Regions from separate parts of the Capra hircus genome. Here region 1 is linked to region 2. The links are chromatin contacts, called in public Hi-C maps. All regions are on one chromosome and are shown on one strand. The core of a region is the stretch at or near the end of the contact, and the rest is flanking DNA. Distances in the headings are between cores, read along the strand shown.

The links. A called contact is a pair of places that touch in the nucleus more often than the background predicts.
Region 1: a Hi-C map of liver shows a contact between it and region 2, with 5 times the contacts expected there. The contact joins two enhancer-like sites. A contact is called at or near these places in 3 of 5 Hi-C or Micro-C datasets (blood and liver).

Annotation. Positions count from the first base shown.
Region 1 is chr19:18,662,896-18,666,372 of ARS1.2, reverse strand. No RefSeq gene overlaps it. Among named protein-coding and RNA genes, the nearest start is that of WSB1, 28 kb to the right of the region's middle. Within about 2 kb of position 2,157, at least 1 of the 5 cell types and tissues checked has an H3K27ac peak or open chromatin away from gene starts, as enhancers often do.
Region 2 is chr19:18,573,392-18,576,648 of ARS1.2, reverse strand. No RefSeq gene overlaps it. Among named protein-coding and RNA genes, the nearest start is that of NF1, 48 kb to the right of the region's middle. Within about 2 kb of position 1,483, at least 2 of the 5 cell types and tissues checked have an H3K27ac peak or open chromatin away from gene starts, as enhancers often do.

The DNA of each region.
Region 1 (3,477 bases), core at 908-3,407, 89 kb before region 2:
CCGGGGAAACTGGGTCAGGCCGGTGGCCTAGTTTGCTGCTGAGCAGCGGTGGCCCGGGGCAGGGCGTGAATGGGAAGGGCATCTCTCTCTATTTCCTTCCTGGCTCACTCATGTGACAGATATCTGAGGAGTCCCTCAAGCGCCCGGTGGGTCAGGAGGCAGTCACGGGCAGCTTCCAGGGAACTTCTAAAGCCCTGGCGGCAGGAGTTCAGAACGTGTGATCTCAGACTCCGGAGGCTGGGCTTGCCGGGGTGGGTCCCCAAATCCCCTGTCTCCCTTTGCCTCTCAAGTTCTGCTGCCCAATTTGGGACACCTGGCATTGGACACACAGACACAGACGCACACACACAGACACACACACACAGACACACACACAGACACACACAGACACAGACACACACATACAGACACACATACACAGACACACACACACACACACACACACACAGACACACACACGTGGACTGCATTTCTTCATCTCTCCACAATTCTCACTTCTTGCTGATGAGGAGGAACTCTTCATCTCCCGGTCCAAAGGTGTGAGCTACACGGTCTCAGGGGAGCTAGGCGCAGCCCAGACAGCCCAGGTCTGTTTAGCTGGAGCTGCCTGGAGAGGCCCAGAAAGGCCTGACCTTGGAGAAGGTGGGGTCAGCATCAGGGCGGGAACCCCTGGACCCAAGTGACATGAAGACCTCCTGTACCCACAGCCTGAGTCCAGAAGAAATGAGAGCTCATCTTCACCCCTGTTTCCTTGTCTCCTTCCTGCCTCTTTCCCCTACCTTGAGCCTGGGTCTGGCTCTGAGCCCACGCTGCCCTGGCCGTGGAGTTGGACTGCTGCAACTTCTACTTCCCTGGGGCCTCAGAGCATCAGAGGTAGCTCTGAGCTTGCATTATAGGTGAATGCAGTGAGGCTCAGAAGGGCTAAATTATGTGCCAAGAAACATGGCAGAGTGCAGAGCAGTTCAACTCCCAGGCCTCTCATGCCCTCCACTCCCTCATATGCTCCCCACCCCCTCATGCTCCCAACCTTAGAGAATGCGCACCGAATAAAGGGGGAAGCAGGTAGGTGCTCTGTGCCTTTGTTGTAATGACTTGTTCACAGAACTGAAGGCAGAAATTTGTCTTTAGCAACTTTTAAATGCTATATTGAGGCCAAGCCATGTGGCTTATGGGATCTTAGTTCCCCCATCAGATTGAACCTGGGCCCTCAGCAGTGAAAGCGTGGAGTCCTAACTACTGGACCACCAGGAAATTCCCTAAATTGACTTTTTAAAAATGTTTGCTGTAGGGGCTTCCCTGGAAGTGGTTAAGACTCCGTGATTCTAATGCAAGGGGAATGGGTTCCATCCCTGGTCAGGGAATTTAAGATCCCACATGCTGTGCAGAGTGGCCTCCCCAAAAAAAGTAATGATAAAGGGCTTCCACTGTGGTCCAGTGATTAAGAATCCACCTTGCAATGCAAGAGATACAACTATTGAGCCCTCGCCCGCCAGAGCCTGTGCTCCACGAGAGAGTAGCCCCTGCTCGCCGCAACTAGAGAAAGCCCAAGAGCAACAATGAAGGCCCAGCGTGGCCAAAATATTAAATAACTAAATAAATCTTAAAAAAGAAAAAAGAAGCAACTATACTCCAATCAAAAATTAACTTTTAAAAAAGACAACTGTATGCCAATAAAAATTAATTTTTACATATACTTTAAAAAGAAAGAAACAGATAGCCTCAAGAATTCAAAAGCTAAAGCTTGGTGTAAAATGTTCAAACAAGACAGAAGTATATAAACTAGAATCAGAATGAAAGTCCTCCCCTAATTCACACCTCACTGGTGTTAATAATACCTTGGTGTAAATCCTTCCAAGCTTTTTCAACTACTAATATAAATTGAGCATACCGTGCTAGAACTTGCTCTGTTCTCAGCCGGCAGTTTTGTCTCCTTCTTGTAAAGTTTCCTGACATCCCACAGAGAGTTAGCCCTGCCCTCTTGGATGGACAGGAAGCTTCCTGGTTTTACCTTTACAGTACACATCCATGGTTCACTGTGGGGACATCTCCAGGGACTAACTTTCTAAAGTTGGGACTGTGAGAGCAAAGGAACGCAGGCTTCTGCTACTTTTCTCTACCATCTTGTGATGGCACAGGGCTGACAGGCTCAGGGCATGGAGTCAGCCTCCTGGGGTCCCCCCCTCGCCACTTGCTCCCCAGCTCCCTGGCCTGCCCCTCATCCCCAGTCGGGAACCAGCCCAGTCTAAAGCTTCTGCCCTTGTGCACAGACCCTGGGGTCCTTCAGGCACACCTCAAAGTGAAAAAAGTGAAAGTGTTAGTCACTCAGTCATGTCCAACTCTTTGGGAGCCCACGGACTGCAGCCCACCAGGTTCTTCTGTCCTTGGGACACTCCAGGCAAGATTACTGGGGTGGTTAGCCATTCCCTTCTCCAGCGGATCTTTCCGACCTAGGGACCACACCCAGCTCTCCCACTTTGCAGGCAGATTCTTTACCGTCTGAGCCACCAGGGAAACTTCCTCCTAGATTCTTTATTGGCCATCAAACACCTCCACCACCCCCTGGCCATCAGAACTGACAGTCCTCTGTGGGGGACCACCAGGCACTTGCAAAGCCTTCCTTTTGCAGGCTAGTGGCCCTGCGTCCTAGTTTGGTAATGTAGTTCCTTTTCCCTCCTTTTAAGGCAGAGACAAAGATAAACAGTTTGTCTCCAAATGCAGATCAAGCCCTCCCCACCGCCACAGGGCTCTGCTGGGAGTGTGTCTGCTTATTGTCTTAATACACAGTCCGGAGTCCCATCAGATGGCTGCAAGTGACCCGTGTGGGTCAGTCACACTGCAGGGTTTCTTGGAGCCCCTGTGCCCATTCTCCTCTGGGCCAGGCACTGGGGGTGAGAAAAGAGAAACAGAGGACGTGAACCTGCGTCCACTTTCTCCCCAGTACTCTGTGCTCCCAAGAACCTGCCACAATACCCATCCTGCTCCCCAATAAAATTGAATGCAGGTGATTCTTCTTCCTCAGGATGACTGTTCCACGAGAGTTAGCAACCAGCCTCCTCGGTGGTGGTGGGGAACGGAGGCAAGGTGCTCAGACCAGTCCACAGAACCTTCTGGGGTCCCTTGAGCCACATACTGTGTGTCCCTGTTTACTCCCAGAAACCAGATGGGAAAATGTCCCTGCCTTTAGGTCTAGATGCACAGTCTGACCACTAGACAGAAGCAGAAACAATCACAAACAATGAGGCGGATGCAAGAGGAGGCTTGGGTAGAGGGAGTGAGGTTGGTGACGTTAAATGGTGGGGAATATTTACTATAAGTGAGATGTTATGGGGAGAATGTGACCTCTGTCCATCCACCTTTCTTTTTTCACTCACACATTTTTACTCAAGGTTATATGTTCTCTGCCTGTACCTCTTGCTCTTGAAATCCTATTATTGCCTCAAGGAAACATTTTTATATTAGACGATGGAAAGAGAGTAA
Region 2 (3,257 bases), core at 234-2,733:
CCATTTCCTTCTGCGGGGGATCTTCCCCACCCAGGGATCGAACCCAGGTCAACTGCATTGCGGGCAGATTCTTTACCAACTGAGCCACTGAACTCCAAACTTTAAATTCTAAGTACAATATGTAGGCATTTTCTTTACCTGGCCGCAGGGCTTTCTTTAATTCGAATTCTTTCGCCATTATTCACATTTAAACTACTTCTCCAGGTTCTGCCTAAAAAAAGCAAGGTTTAAGCATACTTAAAAAAAGTCTCTGTCTCTGTAATGGTGTATCTCCCCAAATAATTTTTCTGATGAAATCAGAAGAGAAATGGTCCAACCTCGTTGTGGCAGGAAGTTTTCAAATTTTAACTACAAAAGGTTATGGATATATTAACTAATCTTATTGTGGTAGTCATGTCTCACTATATACATGTACCAGTTCATTAAGTTGTACATCGTAAACTTACATACTCTTTTATTTGGCTGCACTGCGTGGCATGAGGGATTTTAATGGTGATCTACTCCAGTACTCTTGCCTGGAAAATCCATGGACAGAGGGGCCTGGTAGGCTGCAGGCCATGGAGTCGCTAGGAGTCAGACACGACTGAGCAACTTCACTTTGACTTTTCACTTTCATGCATTGGAGAAGGAAATGGCAACCCACTCTAGTGTTCTTGCCTGGAGAATCCCAGGGACGGGGAAGCCTGGTGGGCTGCCATCTATGGAGTCACACAGAGTCGGACACGACGGAAGCGACTTAGCAGCAGCAGCAGCAGCAGGGATTGAACCCGTGCCCCTTGGAGTGGAAGCAGATTCTTATCCACTGGGCAGCCAGGGAAGTCCAATGAAGATTTTTTACGTATATATTTAAGTTATTTATTTATTTTGCCTGTGCTGGGTCTTTGTTGCTTTGTGCAGGCTTTCTCTAGTTGTGGAGAGCAGGAGCTACTCTTTGTGGTAGTTTGGAGGCTTCTCTTTGCCGTGGCTTCTCTGGTTGCAAAGTACAGGATCTGGGCACACGGGCTTCAGTAATTGCAGCACTCAGTCTCAGTAGTTGCGGCACATGCACTTAGTTGCTCTGAGGCATGTGGAATCTTCCCGAATCAGGGGTTGCACCGGTGTCTTCTGCTTTGGCAGGTGGATTCTTACCCACTGTGCCACAGGAGAAGTGCTCCAATAAAGATTCTTGATGGATGGGGTTTTCTCTAACAAGCTTACTGTCTCTAAGTTATTGGCTGTAAGTATAAAACTGCCCCTGTACCTTTGTATCACCTCTGACGGGCAATTTACCTTTGCTCACCAGTTGGGAAAGGGTTTTACGTTTGACAAAGAGGTCCAAAGCAGACAATGCGTCTCTGTTTTGATCTTTCAAGAAAAATACCTGCCTTAATACCTGATCCAACCTTTAAAATCAGGGAAATGACACAGAGAATAGGGATTCCCATAAACCTGTATTTATACTGGTAACTGGAATTAATGTAGACCTCAGGGCTTTTAGTGAGTTCTTCTGACCTCTTCTGGATATATTTGGGATTGCATGGTGGTCAGGTCCTTTTAAAGCAACCAGAACAATGAGAATTAGAGAGTCGAAGTACAAAGTGAATTTGGATTTCATCCAAATCCCTCATTTTTGAGATAAAGAAAGTAAGGCCCAATGGGTTTATGTGACTTATCCAAGGTCATCCAGTACACGGTGGCATATGCAGGAGTAGTATCTAGATATGTATCATCTATTTCACTGGTAAAACACAGATGTATAAACAGTGGTGAACTGCATTTGATGACTGCTTTTACATTATCTACAGAGAACCATCCTTATTATAAATGGGGGGGGGGGGAACTGGCATAGACAAAGTGGCTGATAACCAAGAATTTAAAATTAAGATTGTTTGTGGAAGGTCATAACACCTTCAGGCCCCATATCTCTTAATCCCACAATTATTTTCACTTCCTGTTTGATGATGTATGTAGATTAACAGAAAAGAGAGTCAAAGAATTCATTTTCATGAAGAGCTCTTTTTTAGTTGCAAATTCCTCTTCTTGATTACGGTTTGTTAAAATTAGTTTGCATTCCCAGAGGAAATTTCAACTGACTCTAGGGAAAAAAGACTGTCCAGGGTTAAAAGGATTGGTCCTTTTAAGAACTGACTCTGCTTATGTTCCTGCAAAGCCATTTGGAACAAAAGAAGTGTCCAGAGGTTTCTGTGCTGCAGGGGCACGAGTTACAGGTCTCCCCTTTGAGGTATATCCAGATTAGAAAGCTGAGTGACCACAAAATATATAGTCAACTTATTCCACATTTTAAAAGATCCAGATATATAGCATTATCTAAGGGAGCGGAGTATCATATTTGAAAGAACAAAAGCTTTGGAGCTGTGCAATTAGTCGGTGCTTGCCAGCTGTGTGAGCTTAGGTAAATTCCTCAACCTCTCTGAGCCTCGGTTCTCAGCTATAAAATAAAACTCAGAAATGATACCTCCCCAGAGAATTGTTTGAGAGTAAACTAGACTGTGTGTGAAAATTCTTAGCACAGAACCTGGTACAACAGACCAAGAGGAGGGATAGTGTTAAGTTTTTTACACTAAGTTTCTCACTCAGTATACCAGATTTTTAAAAAATTTACTTTATTAAAGTATAGTTGACTTACAACATTGTGTTAATTTCTACTGCACAGCAAAGTGATTTAGTTATACATTTTTTTAAATTTAATATTTATTTATTTATCTATTTGGCTGCACCAGGTCTTCCTTTTGGCACACTGGATCTAGTTCCGTGACCAGGGATCGAATCTGGGCCCCAGACATTGGGAGCATGGAGTTTTAGCCACTGGGCCACCAGGGAAGCCCCCATATATACATTTTTTTCATATTCTTTTCCATTACGGTTTATCATAGGATATCACATATCGTTCCCTTCGGTATACAGTAGGTCCTTGTTGTTTATCCATCCTGTACATAATAGTTTATATCTGTTAATCCCAGATCCCAATCGATCACTCCCCTCCCCCTTGGCAACCACAAGTCTGTTTTCTATGTTAGTCTGTTTCTGGTTCACGGATAAGCTCATTTGTGCTCTGCTTTAGATTTCACACATAAGTGATGGCATATGGTACTTGCCTTTCTCTTTCTGACTTGTTTCACTTGGCGTGATCTTCTCTAAGCTCATCCATATTGCTGCCCATGGCATTATTTGGTTCTTTTTATGGCTGGGGAGTATTTTATCGCACGTATGTACCACATTTTCGTTACCCATTCATCTGTCAGTTTGGATGCATCACA